Regions from separate parts of the Sus scrofa genome. Here region 2 is linked to region 1. Evidence: chromatin contacts called from public HiChIP or PLAC-seq data. All regions are on one chromosome and are shown on one strand. The core of a region is the stretch at or near the end of the contact, and the rest is flanking DNA. Distances in the headings are between cores, read along the strand shown.

Region 1 (6,168 bases), core at 856-3,355:
TATCCTAAAATCTGATGCTATGGTATAAAATCTGCTGAACAATGTATTTTATACCACTTACTGGGGAAAAAAAATCTTTCTCCTTTTGAAATAAAACTACAAAGAGGTGAGGGCCTCACAAATGATTAAAAACCATAATATATTCAAGTGTACTACTTTGTGAGGAGAACAACTATTTTTTTCCTTTGGGGGGGTGGTGGTGAAAACGCATTGCTTTCTTTCCTACTGGCCTGGGTTGCAGAGGATCAGCAATGGGTTAAACAGCCTTTGAGAAGACAAGGAACTGGGATGTTCCAGTCCCCCAGCTGGCAGGGGAAAGCTGCAAAGAAAGGTGCTATCTCTGTATGTAAAAGTACTGAAGTGTTATTTGGTTTGCTTTTCCCCCATGGAAAATCATGTTCACTTGCTTAGAAAAATGTTATTGAATATATCGCTGACCTTATTGCCATGAGACTTAGGACCAACACCTCCACCTGCTGGACAATGTCAGTCTGCAATTCTCCAGGCTTAAATCCCATAACGTGCCCAGCAAGACAGAGAGCACGCAGGGTAGTGAGGGCTTGGGACTTGGGAATAAATGGCAAAAGAAAAGGACACTTTATGCAATTTTTAAATTGTGATGTAGAAGTTTTTAAAGTTCAAATAGGAAGTTTTCTTCAGGCATGACTTGAAGAAGATACAGTCACAGCCATATGGACTTTAGCTACGCAAAAATGTGGAATTTACATTATGGGATTATGCAGCTATTATGAGTGGGAGCCAACAGGCCACTGGTTCAACTAGTCTTTTCCTGTAATATGAATATAAAATCAACCCTTTTGTTTGCCTTAAAATTAAGACTTACATACATTAACCCAGTACTTAATACCATATTATGTAATCTGCAATAAATGGGGAAAGCACCATAAAATGGGACATACTGATAATGAATAGTAAATCTCTTGGACAGATGAAATATTTTGACAACCACAGCAGCCTGGTAGACAGCCCCTTGTGTGGAAATAACCATTAATTTCTGGAACTTCCTGGAGGATTCTGAATCAATACTTTGAAATTGAGCTAATGGTATAAAAAGAGCATCAAATTCACAATAATAGACAAAGAAAGGTCTCCTAAAGGAAGGTAAAGGTGCTGCACGGGCTCACGGCAATGTGAGCCCACGGTCCCCACCTCCTTGATGGGGCATTCCTGAGAAAGACGCTCTTGGAGCTCCTTCTGCAGCTCCTTCCTGGTGCCCAGGGACTGCTGGACTCTGAGGAAGTCAGAAAGCTCCTTCAGACCTGCGTCAGTGAAGTATTTAGCAAAATGATCCACACTCTGCCTGTTAACTGGAAAGAGTTCCTGAGAGAGAAAAGAGATACTGTTATACAACAAGCTATTCAAATTCCAGCAAGCATAAAGAACAAAATTTTCATATTAAAGTAGCACTTAGAATATCGCCTATTTGGAAAAAAAAGGATTGGTTTTTCAAAAGAATAAATCTTGGGCTTACATTTTTAGCATTTGCTAAGCACCTTCCAAAATTAGGCAATCTGACAAAGAAAGAGAATAGAAAATGCTAAGCAACTTACATAAACTACTTTCCCTCATTTGGAAACTGTTATTCCCCTTTTTTTTTTAACTTTAATCAAAGTATTAGCATGTATAAATACAGAGCTAAACTTGCTAAATTAAATACAAATAGCATGATAACTCTGAATAACATATGGATTGTTTTAAACTCACAGGAAAAAAACCATTAATCACTGTTTCCTTAATTATGAGTTAACAGACAAAGGCTAGTTTTTGTAATGTTGAAATGATTCAAGATATTAGAAAACAACACTGACTATTATCATCTCAAGGACCTCTATTCACATTCTAAGAAAATGCTATTATTCTAAAAAACTAGCTCAAGAGCTAAAGAGAATTTTTGTTATATCTGTTAATGATGGTGGCTCTAAATTATGTTCATGGCCAGATCTAATGTAAACCTGCCCTATCAACTCTTCAATTCATTACATAATTCTGCTGGAAATTTTTAAAAAGAGCAATACACTATAGCTGCTGTCATATTTTTCCCTCATTTCCATTTCACCTTACACAGTTTGGCAGAGTCTTAGTAACAACACTTAGTCATGTTCTAATTCTGTGTGACTCCAACACCCAACTAAGAAAGTAAGGCAGTTTTCAAGCTCTTACATTTTTCAGACTGCTGCAGAGTCTACAAAATAGATCCAAACTTTTATGATGGTTAGATTTGAGTGTGCATGTGTGTGGTCAATGGCTATGTGGCTTCAATAAAAATCTCAGCAGAAAAAACTGTCATGAGTTTGCCACCAGGTATAGTAACAGATCCAGATGGCTTCTATGTCATGACTCAAATTTCAATAGTCTCTATATCATCATCCATAATTTGCCTTGATGAGTCATGAGTTTCAAAATGTCAGAGCAGAGCTGGTGGGAGCAGCTATCAAACACGCATTTGTGTTAAAGCAAACATTTCAAACCTGAGTGAAATGTTGTCACCAATATCTGTTCTAGCTTTGAAGAGGTCCTCCAAATTTGAGGGGCAGGGAACTAATTCAATATTGGATTTCTTCTGTGAACCAAGATGTGGTGGGCAGATTACTCATACTTGTGTAATATATTAATTTTCATAGAAAAATAAACTGTCTTAACAAGGTTAAGCAGCTTGACCCATATTACGCAGCAGGAAATATTTAAGGACATAGCTATGCAATCCCCAAAGGCAATAATTACTCTGCTACTCATGTCAGCATTCAATATTCAACTTAGGAAGAATGTGACTACAAAGTCTGATCAAAGATTATGTTTAGAGTAATATGTCAAACATGTTATTGGTGGTTTATTTATGAATGATATCTAAAGTCCTTATGAATGATACATAATATAGTGAAAATTACTATTGAGGTTAAACTGAGGCAAAATCAGTGTAAATCAGATTATGACATTTACAAACTTGGAACGTGGTCTGCATTTGTTAGAAAAATCCTACCCAGGTACAAAACTTCTATCACCTTATCCCTAAGTTACAGTCTCTCTGCTTCTGCCCTTTGTTCCTGAATCTACTCCCAATGCAACAGGCAGTGATTCTGTCAAAACCCCAAATCACACTATGCACATGCTGCAGAGAAGTCTCCCCAAATTTCCTATCTTACTCAGAATAAAGGCTAAAGTTCCTGGATGATATAGGACCCACTATGAGTCTTAGCTGATCGTCTACACTTTTGCTCTTGCCAGGTACCCTCTCTCTTGCTGACCTGACACATCAAGCCTCAAAGCCTCTGCATTTGCTGTTGCCTTTATCTGGCATCCTCTTGCTGGAGCTCCCCAGATAGCTCACTCCCTGACACAAATGTCACCTTATCAGAGAGGACTTCCCATAGTGCAATGGATGCACCTCGGTGCTTCCTACTAAGTGTTTTCCTCGGAGCACTTTTCACTTTTTCTTACACCATGTATTTAATTGTTTATTTCACTTCCTGCCTGTCCTGCAATAGAATGTAAGGTCCATAAAGGCAAGGGTCTGTTGTTTGATTTCTTTAGTATCTTCAGCTCCTAGAAAAGTTTCTGGCCAATGTCTTGATCAGTGTTCCCTGTTCCAGGGATGGGGAAATGATGTTTCCCATCTCCTCTATCCTCAGAGTTGATATGTACTTTTCTTGCTTCTATATTACAGAGGGAGGTAATTGCTAAACTTTGAGAATACGCTACTTTTCCCCAAAATGTGCTAACACAGAGAACATTTTGTTATATGTGTTAATGAAACAAAAATTTCCTCCGTGATGATAGAATGACCCTATTTCCTCATTCATTTGCGAGTCAGCAAATACCAGGCAGGCACGGTCTAGTGTGGACGGTCACTGTGTCCTCACAGAGATTACAGCGTTTCTGGTAGAAACTGCCACCTATGCTTTTCATATTCAATTATATATATAGACGAAGAAACTGTAAGAACAGTTAAATGAGATGAGTCTTGTGCTAAGTTGTAATAGACTGTATCTTTGTTTCTATCATTCAACCCCTCTCCTTTAAACACTTGTTTAAATGAAGCCCCTCCTTGCTACACCTGCCTTCACAGCTGGAGAACTAGCCCGTACGTGGACTAAATCTTCCCACCCCACTGCCAGGCTTCTCAGTGACTTCTTTTGGCCAGAGAAAGTGAGCTTTTAAAGCACCAGAAGGGCTCACATCAGTCTATGTTCCTGCCCTCTGCCATGAGGCTAGAATAGCGCACATGGGAGCTTCTCCTTTAGCCTGAGTCCCAGAACAAAGCAGCATGTAGATCTCAGCAGGGCCTTACCAAGATACAGCTAACTCACAGAATCAAGGACAGGAATATGCTCCTTCACAGGAACTTCCACCCACATCAGCAACCTAATGACTTGTCTTCAATAACTGCCATAGCTTCTAGGACTGTGCCTGGCACAGAGCAGGCATTTAAATATATGCTGAATGAAACTTTTTATCAGTGGCAGAAATTAATAAGAATCATACTTATTTTTATCATATTCTAAAGACTTCTGAGACACAAATAGGGATATTTTAAGGTAAACTTCAAGAGATAAAGCAATTTTAAATCATTGAAAATCCAAGAGTTTACAGTGAGTCAGATTTAGAATTATCCCATGGATCAATACCCTAGCACAGTAGAACACACTGGAAGAGAAACCAGATAAGGAACTAGATTAAGAGAAGATGGTAGGGGTGTCTTTTAATTTCAGACTTTGCCCTAAAATTGTAAAAAGAATTTCACTTGGAGAAAGCTCTGTCTTCTGCACAGCTGTTGCTTCTAGCAGAAAGAAATTATAGGGAGCAGATAGAAATTATGGGGACAAATACTTTTCTTGATTTTCTTTGAAAAATATAAAGATAGAGAAGCAAAAAATATAATCAAGCAATTGTGATAGTGGGAGCTTCAAATTAACTACAATTTACTTGTTTACTTTCTTAAATATCTTAAGTATTACCAAGGAATCTTGGTATAGATAAGGAGTCTTGTTAAACTTCTATTCTGTTAACAAACTAACCTATATATAAGATCAGTGTCACTCAACTACGACCCAAGGTAATTATAAATGTCTAATTAGGTGGGACAAATGTGACTTTAAATTTCATATTAAGGAGTTCCCGTCATGGCGCTGGGGTTAACAAACCCGACTAGGAACCATGAGGTTGCAGGTTCGATCCCTGGCCTTGCTCAGTGGGGTAACAATCTGGCGTTGCCGTGAGCTGTGGTGTAGGTTGCAGACGCGGCGCGGATCTCGCGTTGCTGTGGCTCTGGTGTAGGCCAGCGGCTACAGCTCTGATTTGACCCCTAGCCTGGGAACCTCCATATGCCGCAGGAGCGGCCCAAGAAAATGGCAAAAGACAAAAAAAAACAAAAAACAAAAAACAAAAAACAGATTTAAAATAAAATAAATTTCATATTAAAACTTCAAATTTCTATAGTTATTAGCTGCAAAGGAGTTAATTCTGATAAATGCTATCTTTATGTCAACAAACTTCCAAATTTGAAAGTCTCTGTATTTCCTATGACTCTTTAATTTTATCATTGCATTTATGTATTAAAATGGAATTAGGTTCTATCTGCCAAAAATACAGAAATAAAAGGAACCATGTTCCAATTCAACACAGACCCAGGCATTTCAGTTGTGTATTACATTGCAGGCATTGACAGAGCCACGGAAGAAGCATGAACATTTAACTCTTTGTCCAGACAAAACTTACAAGCAGCCTCTTGTCTAAGTTGGCTTTTCTCAAAGAGGAGGTAACAGAGTTGGCATCTTTTTCTGCCATCCATGCTTTAAAAAGCTTGACAGCAAATGAGGCTGCAATGCCTGTTTAAAAAAAAAAAGGGAGAGAAAAAAATTTTATAAGAAAAACCATTTGTGATGATGCATAAGTCAACATTTCCTATTAAGTAGACTGAGAAGAGTAAATTACTCAAAGATTTGATTTGGTACAAAGGAAAAACAGAAAGCTCTCTAGGCACTGGCACTGTACTATCCATTACTCAAAAGAGAACATTTTCATGAGACAGGTGGAGGGGGGAGTTAAATATTTTTCCAAGTTAAACTCTCTAGTTCCAACCTGTTAAAATTGTAAATCTATCTATCTATCTACTATCTTTACCTTGGTCAAAAACAGATTCAAAGCCAAGTG
Region 2 (7,030 bases), core at 3,393-5,892, 210 kb before region 1:
GTTTCTACTTTCTCTGCACCCTAATGTGCCCTTCTTGACATGTTTAACTGTCTTGGACAGGTATCTAAACTCCTACCAATAGACTTGTAGATTCTAGGGGGAAAGGATATGTCTTCAGTTTCTGGACCATCAGCCTTTACAACGTAGAGATAAATGTTTGGTGTTAGTGGTATCTCTTAAAGTGTTAATGGAGAACACTGTATCTTACTTGTAAAGACATCTTTAAAATTAAATGCTTGATGTTCAATAGATATCCAATGACTGGACTTCCTACTTAGAATGACTCTAGTTGAGAGATTTAAAAAACTAAAGAGGGCGATGGGGGAAAGAACATAGGTAAGTGCATTGCACCAAATTCTTGGTAAAGCTAATGTGATTGGATCATTTGATAAGTACTATATATATTGTGTCATCTCTCATTCCAAGGGTGTAAAAATAAAGGGGGTGCATTCTCTGTATATACAAACTGGACTGAAAGGGAATGCAAGAAAATAAAATTGAGGTGATAGGATTTTAAAAATTAATATACTTCTTTATGAAATAGATTTGATCACAAACCATCACAATTACCACCAAGAGATGAAATGGTAATAATCACTAATATATTTATTGCTAAGATTTCCTATGTCTATGATTTCGGCAAAGCCTCAAAATACTGCTTTTCACATTTTTTAATTCATTGCTTTAACCAACTTTCGCAGAGCACTTTTTTCTGGGCATGTGATCCATACCAGGTACCTACAGAGAAGCAAAACAGACACAATTCCTGCTTACTTGTGAGAGAGGGAAACAGAAGATGATGGTAATGATGTCTTAATTCCTCACTCATGCAACAGATAGTCATTGAGTGTCTAATACGTGCCTTGGATCGACCTTGAAACATAGTGAACAAACTCCTTGCATTCATGGAACTTAAATTACAAGTGAGAAAGAGATACTATCAATAAAGAGATAACTATATAAAATGTTTTAAAATGCTATGAGGATAAACAGAGCAATGGAATACGAAATGGAATCCTAGGAGGTCTGGCCTGAATTTCAGGAGGGAAACCCTCCTGAAGTAAAGGAAAGAGGAGAAAGCAAATGTACAAGGGAAGAACGTTCCACTACCCAGAGATGGTGATGGTGATAGCACTAAGAATGACTGACAGGAATTGGGGTCTTATTATATGCCAAGGGCTGTCCCATACACATCACATGTACTAACGTGTTTATTCTTCACAACGACCCAAAGATGTAAATAGCATGCCCACTTTACAGATGAGGAAACTGAGGTATGAAAAGTCACAAGATTAATCGAGGTCCACAGTTCACAATATGTACAGCAATAATTTGAACACTGAGAGACTAAGACAAAATTCCTTTTAAAAATAACTAAACGGGAGTTCCCGTCATGGCACAGTGGTTAACGAATCTGACTAGGAACCATGAGAATGCAGGTTTGATCCCTGACCTCCCTCAGTAGGTTAAGGATCCACCGTTGCCATGAGCTGTGGTGTAGGTCACAGATGCTACACCAGGCTCTGATCTGGAGTAGCTGTGGCTGTGGTTAACAAATCCAACTAAGAACCATGAGGTTATGGGTTTGATCCCTGGTCTAGCTCAGTGAGTTAAGGATCTGGTGTTGCAGTGAGCTGTGGTGTAGATTATAGACACAGTTCTGATCTGACATTGCTGTGGCTGTGGCGTAGTCCAGCAGCTACAGCTCCAATTTCACCCCTAGCCTGGGAACTTCCATATGCTGCCTGTGCAGCCCTAAAAAAACAAAAATGTAAAATAAAACAAAATAAAGAGGAGTTCCCATTGTGGCTCACCAGTTAACAAACCCAACTAATACCTATGAGGATACAGGTTCAATCCCTGGCCTTGCTCAGTGGGTTAAGGATCTGGCATTGCCCTGAGCGGTGGTATAGGTAGAAGATGTGGCTTGGATCTGGCGTTGCTGCGGCTGTGGCATAGGCCAGCAGCTGTAGCTCTGATTCTACCCTTAGCCTGGGAATCTCTATATGCCACAGGTGTGGCCCTAAAAAGACAAAAATTTAAGAAGAGAAAAAATTAAACATTTAATTTTTTAAAAAAAGTAAACACAACAACAAAAATAACTACAAACTTTGGTAAGCAGATAAATGTTGGGGGGTGGGGCTCGAAAACAAAACAAATGTCCGAAAATAACAGGGAAACCACTTAAGATAGGGGTAAGGCCTCTCCAAGGAGATTGCATTTTACCTGAGAACTTGAGGATGAAGAGAAGTCATCTAAAGAAAGACCTGCAGCAGGGCTTCCAGGAAGAGAAAAGAGCACGTGCCTGTGTCCTGAGGCCAGAAGGACATGGGCAAATTGGAGGAGCTTGAGGAAAACCAGGGAATCTGGAGCCTCAGGAATAAAGAGAAGTGTTGCGAGAGAGCAGGCAGGAGAAATAGGCAGAAGCCATGCAGTGTTGGCCCAATAGGGAGCGTGGCTTTTATTATGTCATTAAAAAGCCATTTATTTGAGGTTTTATCTGGTCTTGCTTTTTAAAAAATATGACTTTATTTTTTTGTGAAGAAGGAATCAGATTTTCACAGAGTTAATAGAAAATGTGCTGGGAGGAGTTCCCATCATGGCTCAGCAGCAACGAACCCGACTAGGATCCATGAGAATGCGGGTTCAATTCCTGGCCTCTCTCAGTGGGTTAAGGATCCGGCCATTTGCCCTGAGCTGTGCTGTAGGTCTCAGACACAGCTTGGATCTGGCGTTGCTACGGCTGTGACTGTGGTGCGGGCCGGCAGCTGCAGCTCCAGTGCGACCCCTAGCCTGGGAACTCCCATAAAGAAGATGTACTGGGGGTGGTGGTTGAGACTCACATTTTCTTTATACAATATAAGGGCAAATAAAGGACAGGCATTAGCTTTGTAAGTGTATATAGAGACACACATAAGATATGAACCCTGGTGTCCAGTACTGACTTATAAATAAATCAAAACTATTTTAGGAAAACTGCCTGGTTGTGCTCATCTTGTGCTTTTTAAACAGACCTCATGCAAGAGAGATATCCTGCCTATAGATTTCTGAATCCTTGTCATCACTGGATTTCATAAGTGAGGAAAAGAATACTCTTTGTTCCCTGTGAATTTGATTCTTTAATATTTTGACCATTTTTCTAACTACAGAAGGTCATTAGAATTCCAGTCATGGTTTGCTTGGACTTGACATGCTAAAATAACTTTTAGCCACAGCTTGTATTTATAATTCTCTGTTGTGCAAAGAGGCTGTTGACAGGAGATCATTCTGGAACCATACAAACGAACTCCACCTCAAACTGTTTTCTCAGGAATGTTCAAGGTTTTATAGTATACTGTGGTTTCAAATTTAGGATCAAATTTGGAAATGAACCACTTTTTGTTCAGTAAAGCAGAACTAAAATGTCACAGCTGTGAAGATGTGTGTCTTTTCTTTTTTCTTTTCAGACAGTCTTCTCATCCCAAAGACTGTCATGAGCACCACCAAGTGGCCTGTGCAGATTTTACAAACCTCTCAAGACGTCACTTGATTATAAGGTTCCATCCAAAAACCTCTGACCATCTGTTTACATGAAGAGTAACTAGTTTTTAAAAATTTTTTAGTTTTTATACATTTTTTAAAGGTTACATTCCACTTACAATTATTACAAAATATTAGCTATATTCCCAGTGTTGTACAAGGCATGCATACCTTTTGAGAGTGAATGACTCAGAAATCCATTTGTTAGACTTCCTCAAAATTTAACCACTGACTAGTAATCACTGCTGTGGCACTAAGCAGAGCTGTGTAGTCACTGACTGTATTATCAAAAGTAGATGCAACGATAGAAGGGGGTTAAAAGTAAACCCAACACTTTAGAGGGCATTCACGTTACTGATGCAGGCTAGCACCCTTCACACACATGTAGCTACACATCCCTATGGGTTCCTGGGGCAAAGCCCACCTTCACTGGGCAACTCTAACCTAGGAATAGGAAAGAGATGAATTGCTGTATTCTCCGTTTCACATTGTAACATTTCTCATCCCAAAGACCAACCACATAAGGTTCAGAGATTTTTCAGCTGATATCCCACCTGATCTTTTTTTTACCTATTCAAAATCAAGGTTTAGCAGTACTAGAAAATGAGAAAATGATGCTTAGAGGACAGTGCAACAATGTCATCCCCTTCTCTGGTTACTGATATAAACCTTGTCTGTCCTGTGGGGAGGAGGAGGAGGGTCACCCTGGGTGGCTTTAGGTAGAGTATTGACTTGAAAGCAACACCTTGAAGAATGTCTCCCAGAGCCTCAAATCCTCGGCCCTGCCCAGGCCATTCATGCCTCACTTCCGTTTTGACAAACAAAACTAAAACAGATTTTAATGGATCAGGATTTATTCAACACCTAGGAATTTGGTTTCACTTTAAGTTCAAGGAATGTTGCCTGGAAATCATTTCTAACAAAAATTAAGATTTCATGAACCAGTTAAAAACAAATGTCATTACAGTTGAAGAAATCATGTCACAACACACTTGCATAGTATTTCTGAGTCTGAAGTATTGCTGTTATTAAGAAAAACACATATGTGTATATATGTATCTGTATAAACAGATTTCTAAATAGATGGTGATTAATTGTTGCCTCAGGTCCCAATAAGGAATTAGAGGCCTAACAAGTGCCTGATTTGCCTGATCACACAGAACAAGGAAGTAGTAGAATCCTCTGGTGTCACTTTCACACTCATGGGGTATTTTGCAGTTTATAGGATGCTTGCAGCTCCTTTTGTCCCTTTCATTTGAACCTTAGAAAAAAGAGTGATATATCACCCCAATTAGAGTTAAGGAGACTGTGATTCAGAGAAAATAAATGACATGTTAGTGGCTGGAAGCTGCAGGCTAGAACCCAGCCAGACTTGTTCCATTCTGCAATAATTTGCATTGATTTCATCATTTTCAAACACTAGAGTCTTTCATTTTTTTTCTCCCAAGAACTGAGCAAGATGGGTAAAGCAGACATCATTCCTAATTAATTAGTAAAATAACTGGTATTACAGGGTTCCCACTGTGGCACTGTGGGTTAAGGATCTGACTGCAGTGGCTCCGGTCACTGCCGAGGCTGATTAGATCCCTGGCCTGGGAACTTCCATGATGTGCCACAGGTATGGCCAAAAATTAAATAGAATAACTAGCATTAAAGGGAGGAAGTGGTTTGTCCAAGGTCAGGCAGAGCTAGAGCTGCGAACACAACCAGGTCTCCTGGATTCTCACTCAGTTTCCTTCCTAAGATTCTCTACTGGCACCTTTTATATTCTAATAATCATCTACTATAAGAATCAAAGCTGAAGTGATTGAAACCCAAAGAAACAGGGAAACATATTGAGATGAAAATTTTCCAAAGAAAAAGTGAGTTCAGAAAAGGAGATTACTTACCTTAAAAGTTTTTACTTAATTAAAAAAAAAAAAAGGTTTTACTTACATAAAATCATCAAGAGGGAGCAGAAGAGGCATAAAATGCACAAAAGTCATGCTTGAAAGAAAAATGTCTGAGAAGGGTTCTAAGTTAGAAGATGGTGAAAAAGAGAGAAGTGGGGAAGTCTGAAACTCTTTAAGTGGTTTTTGGACTTCAATTTCTACGTGTCACTTTAATCGCAAATACTGACCTGAGAAAAACACCCTGGTCTATAAAAAGGCAAAATTGCCTGGAGATTTTAAATTTAGTAGCAAAAGATTCAAAAGAAATGGATATCCAGAACTGCATCTTCCAGTCTGATGGATAATCAGGTTTGAAAGTTACATTTGCACTTTCATGTAAGGCAAAGTAGGCTGATGGCAGGCAGCCCTGGACAGTGGAGCGACCCTCTTAGGAAGCCCACCACGAGACCCAGGGCTACAAAGTTCTTTCAGAAATGGGGTCAGACATCCTGGGTCCAGGTCTGTTGTAAAATGGTGTGAATAATGAGCTTCATCACGGTGACCCCATTTAAACCAACCAAACACTTGCCTGCATTCTTCCCATCAATTTGCTCACAACCCCATTGTGTAGGTACCATGCTGATTCCCATTTGATCAAACCAAGGCCTCAGACCAGAGGCACTGCTTGTTTGATTCCAAAGGTCACTGCTTTAACCTCTCCTGTTGGAAACTAAAATGTTTTTCATGCTAAATGATAAACTGGCTTTCAGGTTTTGTTTAATGAGTCTTTCGTGAACTTTATTTATAAATCCATCCCTACAAGTTCAGTTCCAAGAGTGATATCCAATATCTGACACGTCAAAGCTCCAGATGGGATCCCAGATATGGTAACAGGGAAGCACTTATGTAATTGGCCGGGGAGCCAGTCACTGGAAGCAACCCTCTAGGCCTATTTCCAGTACACATTTTGGCATCTTTCATCACACTGACATCACCTTTTATAAACTGTAATGGAAGGGGGGAAAGAGGTGGGATTCCAGCTGAGTTCCCATTCCCAGGCTGGGTATGCGCAAACCCAGATTTATCATACAGAAACTGCTAGAGTGAAGAAACTCAGCCCCTTGAACTTACTCTGATGAAATATCCTTGAGACCACAAAAGAGATCATTGGAAAGATAGAAACTCAAAGACTTATTACCAGAAAGAGAAATTTGAACTCAGCTCTGGTACAGACCATTCTACCATCCTGTATTCTGTATTGCTTGGAGATGTGGAACTTGGCTAAGGAAAGCAGAACAAATGCTGGTTTTACAGTGAGACGTGCTCAGACTGTTTCAGGCTGAGGCCACCAGCTCCCATTTGCTCGTGACAGACAGGGATCTAGGGACCAAACAAAGCCCCCACCCATTTCTCCAATTAAAGCAGAGAAAAATCAAGGTTTTTCATGCACAGGTTTGGGGTTATGTAGGCGGGGGTGTGGGGAGGAGAAATGTGATCAAGTTGAAATGAAAGGTGTTGTATGTGTTTGTGTATGTTTATATGCATGTATGGTTTGGTTTGGTTTGGTTTTTTTGTTTTTTGTTTTTTGTTGTTTTGTTGTTTTTTCCATATGCACCCACGGCATATGGAAGTTCCCAGGC

What was found. HiChIP or PLAC-seq counts read pairs in DNA pulled down with a chosen protein or histone mark.
Region 2: an H3K27ac HiChIP or PLAC-seq map of alveolar macrophages shows a contact between it and region 1. The contact joins two enhancer-like sites. A contact is called at or near these places in 14 of 47 Hi-C or Micro-C datasets (alveolar macrophages, brain, embryonic fibroblasts and 8 more) and 2 of 2 datasets of contacts at active chromatin or transcription factors (alveolar macrophages and skeletal muscle).

Annotation. Positions count from the first base shown.
Region 1 is chr9:85,930,673-85,936,840 of Sscrofa11.1, reverse strand. It overlaps BZW2 (basic leucine zipper and W2 domains 2), which reads right to left. Exons shown (of 12, transcript NM_001245007.1): 7 at 5,734-5,843; 8 at 1,171-1,341. Among named protein-coding and RNA genes, the nearest start is that of BZW2, 46 kb to the right of the region's middle. Within about 2 kb of position 2,105, at least 6 of the 83 cell types and tissues checked have an H3K27ac peak or open chromatin away from gene starts, as enhancers often do. A contact at or near this core is called in alveolar macrophages, where this site is marked.
Region 2 is chr9:86,140,638-86,147,667 of Sscrofa11.1, reverse strand. No RefSeq gene overlaps it. Among named protein-coding and RNA genes, the nearest start is that of AGR2, 90 kb to the right of the region's middle. Within about 2 kb of position 4,642, at least 6 of the 83 cell types and tissues checked have an H3K27ac peak or open chromatin away from gene starts, as enhancers often do. A contact at or near this core is called in alveolar macrophages, where this site is marked.